Regions from separate parts of the Zea mays genome. Here region 2 is linked to region 1. A link is a contact called in public Hi-C data. All regions are on one chromosome and are shown on one strand. Each heading gives the region's core, a stretch centred on a gene start, on an enhancer-like site or on the middle of the called end of the contact. The rest is flanking DNA. Distances are from core to core; before and after follow the strand shown. Region 1 has its middle 110 kb from the start of LOC103637673. Region 2 has its middle 200 kb from the start of LOC118476028.

Region 1 (4,338 bases), core at 616-3,115:
AGGAGGGAGTACCGGAGTGCGCCGCGCCGGTGGGAGGGAGCAGGGAGGTGGGAGCACCGAGCACCGGAGCTATGGAGGACCGGAGCAGGGAGGTGGGAGCACCGAGCACCGGATCGAGGCAGCCGCGCGCTCGCGCACCGTACCGAGAGCACCGGACGCGCACGGGACCAAGAGCATCGGAGGAGCAACGGAGGCAGCCAAGCACGGAGAGCGGGAGAGGAACGCCGCTGCCGAGCACGGAGACGAACGCCGCTGCCGAGCACGGAGACGAACGCCGCCGCCAGAGACCGAGAGCCGGATCTGGGAGCCGCCGCACGGAGAGGAGAGGACGAGGGAGTGAGAGAGCGTTAGGGTTAGGGTTTCACTCACACGGCGACGGGTTCGCTCACACTAAATAAGGCCGTATGCGCGGATCGGCGGATGCGTCCATGCGGTGTGCCGTGCGCCCGTGCGCTATTTGGGCTGGGCCATTTAGAATGTGAGGATACAGGTAGAAGCAGCCCAGATTTTTATTACGTAGCTGCTGTGTGAACGGGCCGGTTTATAGGCCCGGCTTATAACGGGCCGTGCTCGGGCTAGCCCAACGGGCTCAAGTTCCTGTCGAGCCCGGCACGCTCTACGGGCCGGGCTAAGCCCGGGCCCGCTTCACCTCGTGCCGTGTCGGGCTCGTGCCGGGCTAATAAATCGTGCTTCGTGCCGGGCTAACGGGCCACGTGCTTTATGGACATATATACTTAACCCCTCGCAGAGTCGCAGCATCGTCTGCCTGCCTGGCTGGAAAGATGCGCGCTTGTAGGTTGTTGTAGTTGTAGCCCAGCTGCTGCAGCTGGAACCTCTCTGCGTGGAGAAAGAGGTAGCATCGCCCCCCTCTCGGTGCACGCACGCATTCGATTCTCTGGCTTGCGGGGGGCGGAGGATTGGAGTTTGGTATCAGTAGTTTTCAGGCGTTCCCGAGCTTGCCCACGCAGACAGCAGACTGCGCCTTCTCTTCACCTGGCAGGATGTATTTTTTTTTTTTGACGTGAGTGCTTCTGTCACCGGTGCGTTTTCACTTTCACCACCATCAACCAGGACATTTTCCTAATCTAACCGGCTCCTAGTGCGATGCGAACCGACCGAGCTCAAGGCTGAAGGGGTGGATGATGAGGAGGCAGAGGCAGGCAGTGGTGATGAAATGAATTGCCTCCAACCAGCAACATCGATCTTCATCCTCGTGCTGCGCACTGCGCATTAAAATTCGGCCTGGGATTTCGTTCAGCCAGGGTACGGTGGTCGGTAATAAAAAGGGGCCGGCCGGGGCGGGATCGGTCTGGATCGTGGCCATTAAATGTGACGGTTTTTTTTTACTGATGTGCCTCCCTCGCATCGCGCCTGGGCGAGAACACTGTGTAGTAGTACTACGCAACATGCGTACGTGTGGTACGTAAACTGCCAAGAAAGGCCGCTCCTGGTTAAATTAGCCGGGTGCGAAGCAATCTCGGTTTGCTGTAGGCGAGAGCTTTTTACAGGATTGCCGACTTTGCGTTGGTTGGGCGGCAGAAACAAACGAAACAAGGTCCATGGGCTTGGGTCGTCACGCCGCTTGTTGTTGACACGACGCCTCACGGCGCGCCGCGGCTTGTCGTCGTGGCGTGCTTTGAGCCGCTCTTGGATTGGATTTGGATCTCATCAACCCAGCCTAGCTAGGCGTCGTGCTCGTGCACAATCACAAGAAGCGGCGGGCGGGGCCGCGTGGCGTGGATGGTCGTCACGTCACGTCGTCTATCTAGATTCACAGCAAATTAAAGGATCACACCCGAGACCTGATGAGGGCCCACCCCGTCAACCATCCGGCCGGCCGGCCGGGTGACGGTGGCAGTGGCAGGCAGGTGGGGTGTGGCCGTGTCGATCACGCACGCGGCACGCGGCAGGCAGACACCTGTCTGTCTGTCAGCTAGGATTCCAAGCCCCCTCCCACCCTCCCAGTGCGCTAGTGCAGTGCACTGCATCGGTCGTCCAGCGGAGCTAGATCTTGCCGTCGTCGTCGTCTGAAGCGTCGAGCCCAGCGCGCACCCACTGTCTCTCATCAGCCGTGCCACGACGTGCGGAAGACGGCGACGACGATGCCGGATCGGTGCGGGGATCCCCCTTCCTTTTCCTCTGTGTGGGTGTTTTGCATGCTTTGCGTGTCGTACACCACTGCACAGCACCTATACTTACTAATAATAAAACCCTGCGCGGTGCCGTACGCAACCGACCGAGTTGCGGTGGGCTTCGTCTCGATCGTGGATCGGTGCGCGCGCGCTTCTAGGGGACTCTTATCTGTATATACGCCTGCCCATCGTGTAGTAGCCGGAGTCACGTACGGTCCACCGTATTCCACATCCATGTATGCAGATCGTGCTGGTCCTGCATCTATACCAGCCATGCGGCGACGGGGAGGCCACAGCACCAACCGGGGGTTACTTCTTCGAGGCCCTTTGCCGTGCCATATAGTACAACAACGTCAAAGGCCCTGTGTTCTAGTATAGCATAAAAGCAGCAAGCACCTGACTGGGGGGAGGAAAGGGAAACGAGAGCAGTTCAGCGAAAGCACATGCGCGCCGGCACCGCTCGATCGGACGGAGGCACCACAACGACACAACACTCACCCTGGACGGCGTGCGCACGCCGGCCCGCCCACCAGGTTCGCACCGCATATCACACAGTAGCTCGCTCCAAGCACGAGGAGCCGGGCGAAGACAGGTCGCGCTCCAAGGAGTTGCTTCTTTATTTCTTTTAGGGAGACCCAACGAATTGCTACTAGATGCTCAGACGTTGACGTTGGCATCGTTCCATCGGCGGCTTCAATCAGGTATGTCAATATAGTAGAAATACCAGTATATCCTTAGGTCATATCCAAGAAACTAACTCAACGGATCGTTAAGCTAAATTTTAACTACTCAACAGCAAAATAACTCTACAGCAGACTAGCTATATAGCTCGTTAAGCTATCCAACTCTACAAATTGGCTCCCTCACACACCAAACTTGGCTAGCCGCTCCGACTAGTCAAACTAGATAGATAGTCAGTTGGAGTGAGGTGTTATACATAGAGTGTAATATTTACAGAAAGATAAATGAAGAGTCCAATAGAGAGACAGAAATAAAGAGTCCTGTTGGGGGCCTTCGGCTTCCGAAGGTCCTAAAAACATGATTTAACAATGTTTCTGGAGTATAATACATGAGCAGGTACTTTCGGACTTGAACTCTTCGGACTTGAGTCAAAATCACAGTATGAAGAAGCACAAGGGAAACGAATGATGGAACAGAGCCGAAGCTGTGCGCAAGGGAGCTTCGGCATGATGATAGGAAAAAGAAAACCGACTTAAAAGGGAAAAGACTATCTAGACCTCGATGAATTACTATAGAATTATTAGCAAATGCAAAGAGCCTGGATGTAATTTTACATGGGCTGCGACCCGTGCCTATAAATAGATGAACAGTGCTCCCGCACTGGACACGGGCTTGACATTTTGCTTTTGCGTCACACTTGTACTCTTTATCTTCCTTCAAGCCGAAGGTACACTTGTAATAAATTATCATTTCTATTCATTCATAATAATAAGATAAAAATAATTCAATAATAACAACATATTTAATTGTTCATGTTGTTTATTATACTTCATACGAATCCCTCTTTATTTTTATATGTTGTGCTTACGAAGGTATGTTCTTTGTAACTTTCGTCCAAGAGTCGTTATATCCTAAGGGCAAATAATGCTCCGAAGGACGAAGGACTTTAACCATTAACGTTTTGTGTTGCCTTGTTCTTAACTCATAGCATTTGAGAACAAGTCCCCAACATTGGCGCCCACCTCCGGTGAACCCTTTTCGACCACCTTCGGCAAGCATCGACTTTCGTCATGCCGCCAAAGAAAGCTTCAGCAGCAGGGGCTGCCGCTCTGCAGCCGCTGGACCCGAACCAGGAGACCCTTTCTCTTCGGGAGGCCCGAAGCCAGAAGAGGAAGACCACCAGTCCAACGCCTCAGGAGGACGACTTGGACCAAGAAATCAGGAATATGGAGATGCTGCATCAGCAAGTGCAAAGGAAGAAGGAAAAGATGGCCCGGCTAGCTGACTTACAAAGGCAGATAGACGAAGCCTCTGAAGAAGTTCGTCATCTCACGCAAGATGAGCAGAATCGAAGGCCCCAGTACAGAGAGCTTCATCAAGAGGGCTTCGTCAACGAGGATGACTGGTATGAGGATTTCCATCATGGAAATTTTGCTTTCGATGATGCTTCTCCTCTGTCAGCAGAACTGCAGGCTACACCTTGGCCCCCGTCTTACGAACCACCCCAGCTCCCAATGTATGATGG
Region 2 (4,338 bases), core at 1,276-3,775, 550 kb after region 1:
CTTTATCTGCACGACTGCACCTTCCCAGCTAATTAAAAAAGAAAAGTAAAATATAAAGAAAACGGCAGCCTAGAAGGCTCTCGGCCTCTCGCTTTGAATATTGTGATGGGGACGGGATGATAGAGGGCGGTGGGACGACGGCCCCGACCACGACCAAAAACAAGAAGCGTCGATCGCAGCATGACACGACGAGCCCAGTCGGCTTCTTCTCCATCATCAAGAGCGCGGTCACCTGCAGCAGCAGCAGCAACCGGTCCGTCCACGGCGGTCCTTCGCTGCCACACCAAGCCGCAGCAGCAGCCAGTGGACCTAGCCCCCGTAACGCCACCCGCCGCGCCGGCGGCCACCAGGAACCACCGGGTGTCGTTGCTTCAGGTGTCGGCCTCACCCAGATCCCCCTCCAGATTCACGTTGCTCAAGGCGCCGCTCTCACGTCCAAGGTGTTGTCCACATTTTCACGTTTCTTTCTTCCTTTCTTTCCCTCCTTGCTTTTTGCTTGATGATGCAGCAACCGAACTACACCGATGATGGGAATGGAAAAAAATTGGATCGATTCCTTCTCATCTCCTCTGATTTGGTTAATTGAGTCTTGTCGTTCTTTAGCAGCGCAAGCAAAGGCAGATGATGAAAAAACTGAATCGAATGTGCTACACTCCTGCTGTCTCTGCCACCGTCGAACTCCCGACACTATCGTCTTCTAGAGGTAAACAGACCGTTCTCAGCCTTCAGTTCGCTTTACCATGTTCATTGCTCCCTGCAAGGGTCCCAATCTCTGATTTCTTTCTGGCATAACGATGGTGTTGAGGGCGACAATGACGGCGTATCTGCTCCCACCGATGTCTACCACCCGCCGTTGTCATTTCTGGGCGGTAATCAGATCCTTTCCATGCTTCGTTTCGATTTCTCATGTTCTCCTGCATTTAGTTTTGAATCTTTGCAATGCTCTCTCGATCTACACTGGAATACAATACGATGTCGATCTACACCGGAAAGCACACATGCTTTTTTCTCCCCCTTTTCCCCTCCAACTACACCGGAAGGCACAAATGCTTCTTTGCCTCTTTTTTTAATCACATTAGAAACCCTAAATTTGGTTTCCCCTGAAAAAGAAAATTAACAGAAACTAGGACCGCATAATGTGGACCTGCCTTTGCCTTTACTGATCGCCATGCATCCACTCGCGCGTGCTATTGGGCTTCATGCAGGACATGTTACTTTTGGATGCATTTAGGGAATACATATGTCATTTCATGTTATTGTATTGCTTTCTTAAAGTTTTTTATTCATATTTCAGATGATACTAACAATTATCTTTTATAAATCTTTAGTACGCACTTTCGATGCTCCTATCTTACTTTAACAGACCTATTAAAAGGCATATCAGTATATTAAAGTGCAGTATTACCATAAAAATGTAGATTTCTCCCTAAGCTTTCTTATTTTTTGGCCCCTCTGCAGGACATGTTAATTTTGGGCATTCATGGAATGTCTATCTAATCTAAGCAGCTTATAATCCCAAACAAACATGCCATATAATCTAATTCATCAAGTCCGTCATAGCTTCATATTGAAGAGACCTATCCTTGCCATCAACCAAATTGAACATTCCGGTGTATCCATCAACTCCAACAAAGCTTATCTGAAACAAAACAAAGAATTTCGCGCTCTACAACACTGTCCAGACTATCAGCATCCATTTCTCCACATGTAAGTTAAATTCAACGTGTTTAGTAATTCAATTTTTTTTCGAGATATTTAGATTTCATTATGCTTACACGTTGACTTACATGCCAGCAACATGACAGCTTTGAAATAGACGATAGTCTTCAAACTGTAGACCAAAACCTACAGTCTTTTCAATCACCACCGAAAAGGTACTAAACTGAAAGAATCTTCTCACTTCTCAAATTCATTGGTTTACCTTTCTTTTTGGATTAGGGCTAGGCGCAAATGTTTAAAGTCTGATTGCAGCGAGGATATCTTATTCATTCGATTTGTTGATGCATATACTCTATCACCATCCTTTACTTCAATTGCAAAAAAAATCTATTCAACTTCAAAATAACCTGCTCATCGTACACCGCAGGAAGGATGTTTGAACTTCAGAGATAAGCCTTCGACGCACCACCAGATGTATGTAAATTATGTCTTATTTGGAAAATAGTATCCAAGTATCTTTTGTCTATACATCCTAATATATATATACGTAGACTCAAAGATGCTAAATATGTACTGTTTGTAGCCCGCCACTTTCTATGATGACCGTATATTATGCAATGATCATAATTATCTGGCAGACTGCAACGCTCTGTATACATATATGTATAATATAATGTCCTATCTCTGTGTTTATGGGACAAATAAGTATATAAATTCACGCGCGCTGGCGCGCCATTGGCTAGTTTAAAATATTGGATAGCGGCTGGGGATGTAGCTAGCTAGTTGCAGCGATAAGTCGATAAGACCACGACTGGGCCCGGCCATTCTCGGTAGTTTGCTGCCCCAGTGTCCATTGGGCCAAGTTTCTGGCAGCTTGATCACAGATGAACCAGAAGCCCACATATAGGAACTACACGTAAGGATTAGGCCCGTAAAGCGCACTGCGCCGAGAATTTTCTTTCCGCGCGTGTCATGCTCCAATCATTAACCAGAGAATGAAAGCGCTTTCGATCGGGGCGATTGAAAGCGACAAAGAGAAAGAGAAAAGCATCGGAGCATCGATGCGTCGGTGTATTAGAATTAAAGGTTGGCTCGTAAAAGACTGCAGGCCGGCCGGCCGGCCACTTGGCGTGGCTTCTGCGAAACCTAAGGACTTGTTTGGGACAAAGGGTAATAGAGGGGATTGAGGGGGCTATAATCACTCACTATTTAAAATTAAGTAGTACAAGATTATAGCCCCCTCAATCCACTCCATTAGCTTTAATTCATCTGTATTTGTACCGTGCTGCGCTTCTTCTTCGCCTCCTCCTGGAGGGTGTCGAGAACCCGGACCATCCGCCAACAGCTCCTCTTTTTTTTTTCTGTCAAAGCTAGCTGCTCATTCTGCACTGCAGCCGTCGCGAACGAATCTGCTACGCTACGGGACTAGCTTGCGAAGCTAGGCTATGGTCGGTCAGTGCAAAGAGGTTCGGCGTGAAGTTTTTATTCGATTATGACCTCTGATGGATGGATCTCGATCCCTAGCTCTTTTCCAAGCTCCGTTCCATAATATCATGTGCTCTCCAGAAACAGCTAAACAAAAAACTGTGCTCCGTCGGTGCGGTGTCACTCACTTGCATCTCATGCATGTACCTGTACGTGGTGCTTCTCTCCTATGCCCAGCATCTACTACATGCATGCTACCTATACGTCACTGCATCTCATGCATGTACCTGTACGTCCCAATTTGTTGAAACTAGAAAGTGATTTTTAGCTCTTGCTTCCTACTTGAGCTAGAGTTAGCTGCACTGCACAGCACCTACACGTGGATAGGCTTACTGCTGGCCGATGCCAAATCTAGCAGCCTTTTGATCAGGTACGTACGACTCGCTGCATCTGCATGCATGCATGGCAGAGTGGTTCCACAAAGATCAGGACCTGCATCGCTGCATCTAATGTCAGTATGCCATATGTTCAGTGTCACTGCGTCAAACTGTCAGTTAATTATTATAAAAAATATAATATACCTATACTAGCCAGTAGTACTCCGTATTGTTTTTCAGTATCAGGGCCACTCATGATTTTAGTTTCGCATTTCTATTCTGAAATCATAATATCTATATAGACATATAGTAAGAGTGTGTTTGGGAGCGAGAATACCAGATGACACTAGAGAAGCTAAAATACTCTTGATATTTAATTTTAAATAGAAAGAGGATTTTAGTTTCACTACCGGAATCGCCGGCTTTGCCGAGTGACTGAAGCACTCGGCAAAGCCTTAAAAACACTCGACAAAGGCTTTGCTGAGTGTCGCACTCGGCAAAGAGGGCTCGGCATACAGTGCATCGGCAAAGCCTTCTTTGCCGAGTACTTTTTCTCGGGCACTCGGCAAAGAGGTTTACCGAGTGCCAGTGGGCACTCAGCAAATAAAAGCAACCGTTACGGCGTCGGGTTGACGGAGACGGTGTCTTTGCCGAGTGTCTCGGGTGATACTCGGCAAAGAAGTTAACTTTGCCAAGTGTCGGCCTGACAGCACTCGGCAAAGAAACCGCCAGAGGGGGTCCCCATGTCAGGTACTTTGCCGAGTGCTTGGTATGGTACTCGACAAAGCATGCTTTTTTGCCGAGTGCTTGGTATGGCATGTGAGAATGGTGGAAGGCGATACCCAAGGAGGGTCACCGCATATCATTATATAGCAAT

What was found. Hi-C and Micro-C count contacts between places; a contact is called where the count stands out from the background.
Region 2: a Hi-C map of ear shows a contact between it and region 1, with 5 times the contacts expected there. The contact joins two enhancer-like sites. A contact is called at or near these places in 3 of 25 Hi-C or Micro-C datasets (bundle sheath, ear and tassel).

What each region holds. Positions count from the first base shown.
Region 1 is chr1:96,655,531-96,659,868 of Zm-B73-REFERENCE-NAM-5.0, forward strand. No RefSeq gene overlaps it. Among protein-coding and RNA genes, the nearest start is that of LOC103637673, 110 kb to the left of the region's middle. Within about 2 kb of position 1,866, at least 18 of the 20 cell types and tissues checked have an H3K27ac peak or open chromatin away from gene starts, as enhancers often do. A contact at or near this core is called in bundle sheath, ear and tassel, where this site is marked.
Region 2 is chr1:97,205,671-97,210,008 of Zm-B73-REFERENCE-NAM-5.0, forward strand. No RefSeq gene overlaps it. Among protein-coding and RNA genes, the nearest start is that of LOC118476028, 200 kb to the left of the region's middle. Within about 2 kb of position 2,526, at least 19 of the 20 cell types and tissues checked have an H3K27ac peak or open chromatin away from gene starts, as enhancers often do. A contact at or near this core is called in bundle sheath, ear and tassel, where this site is marked.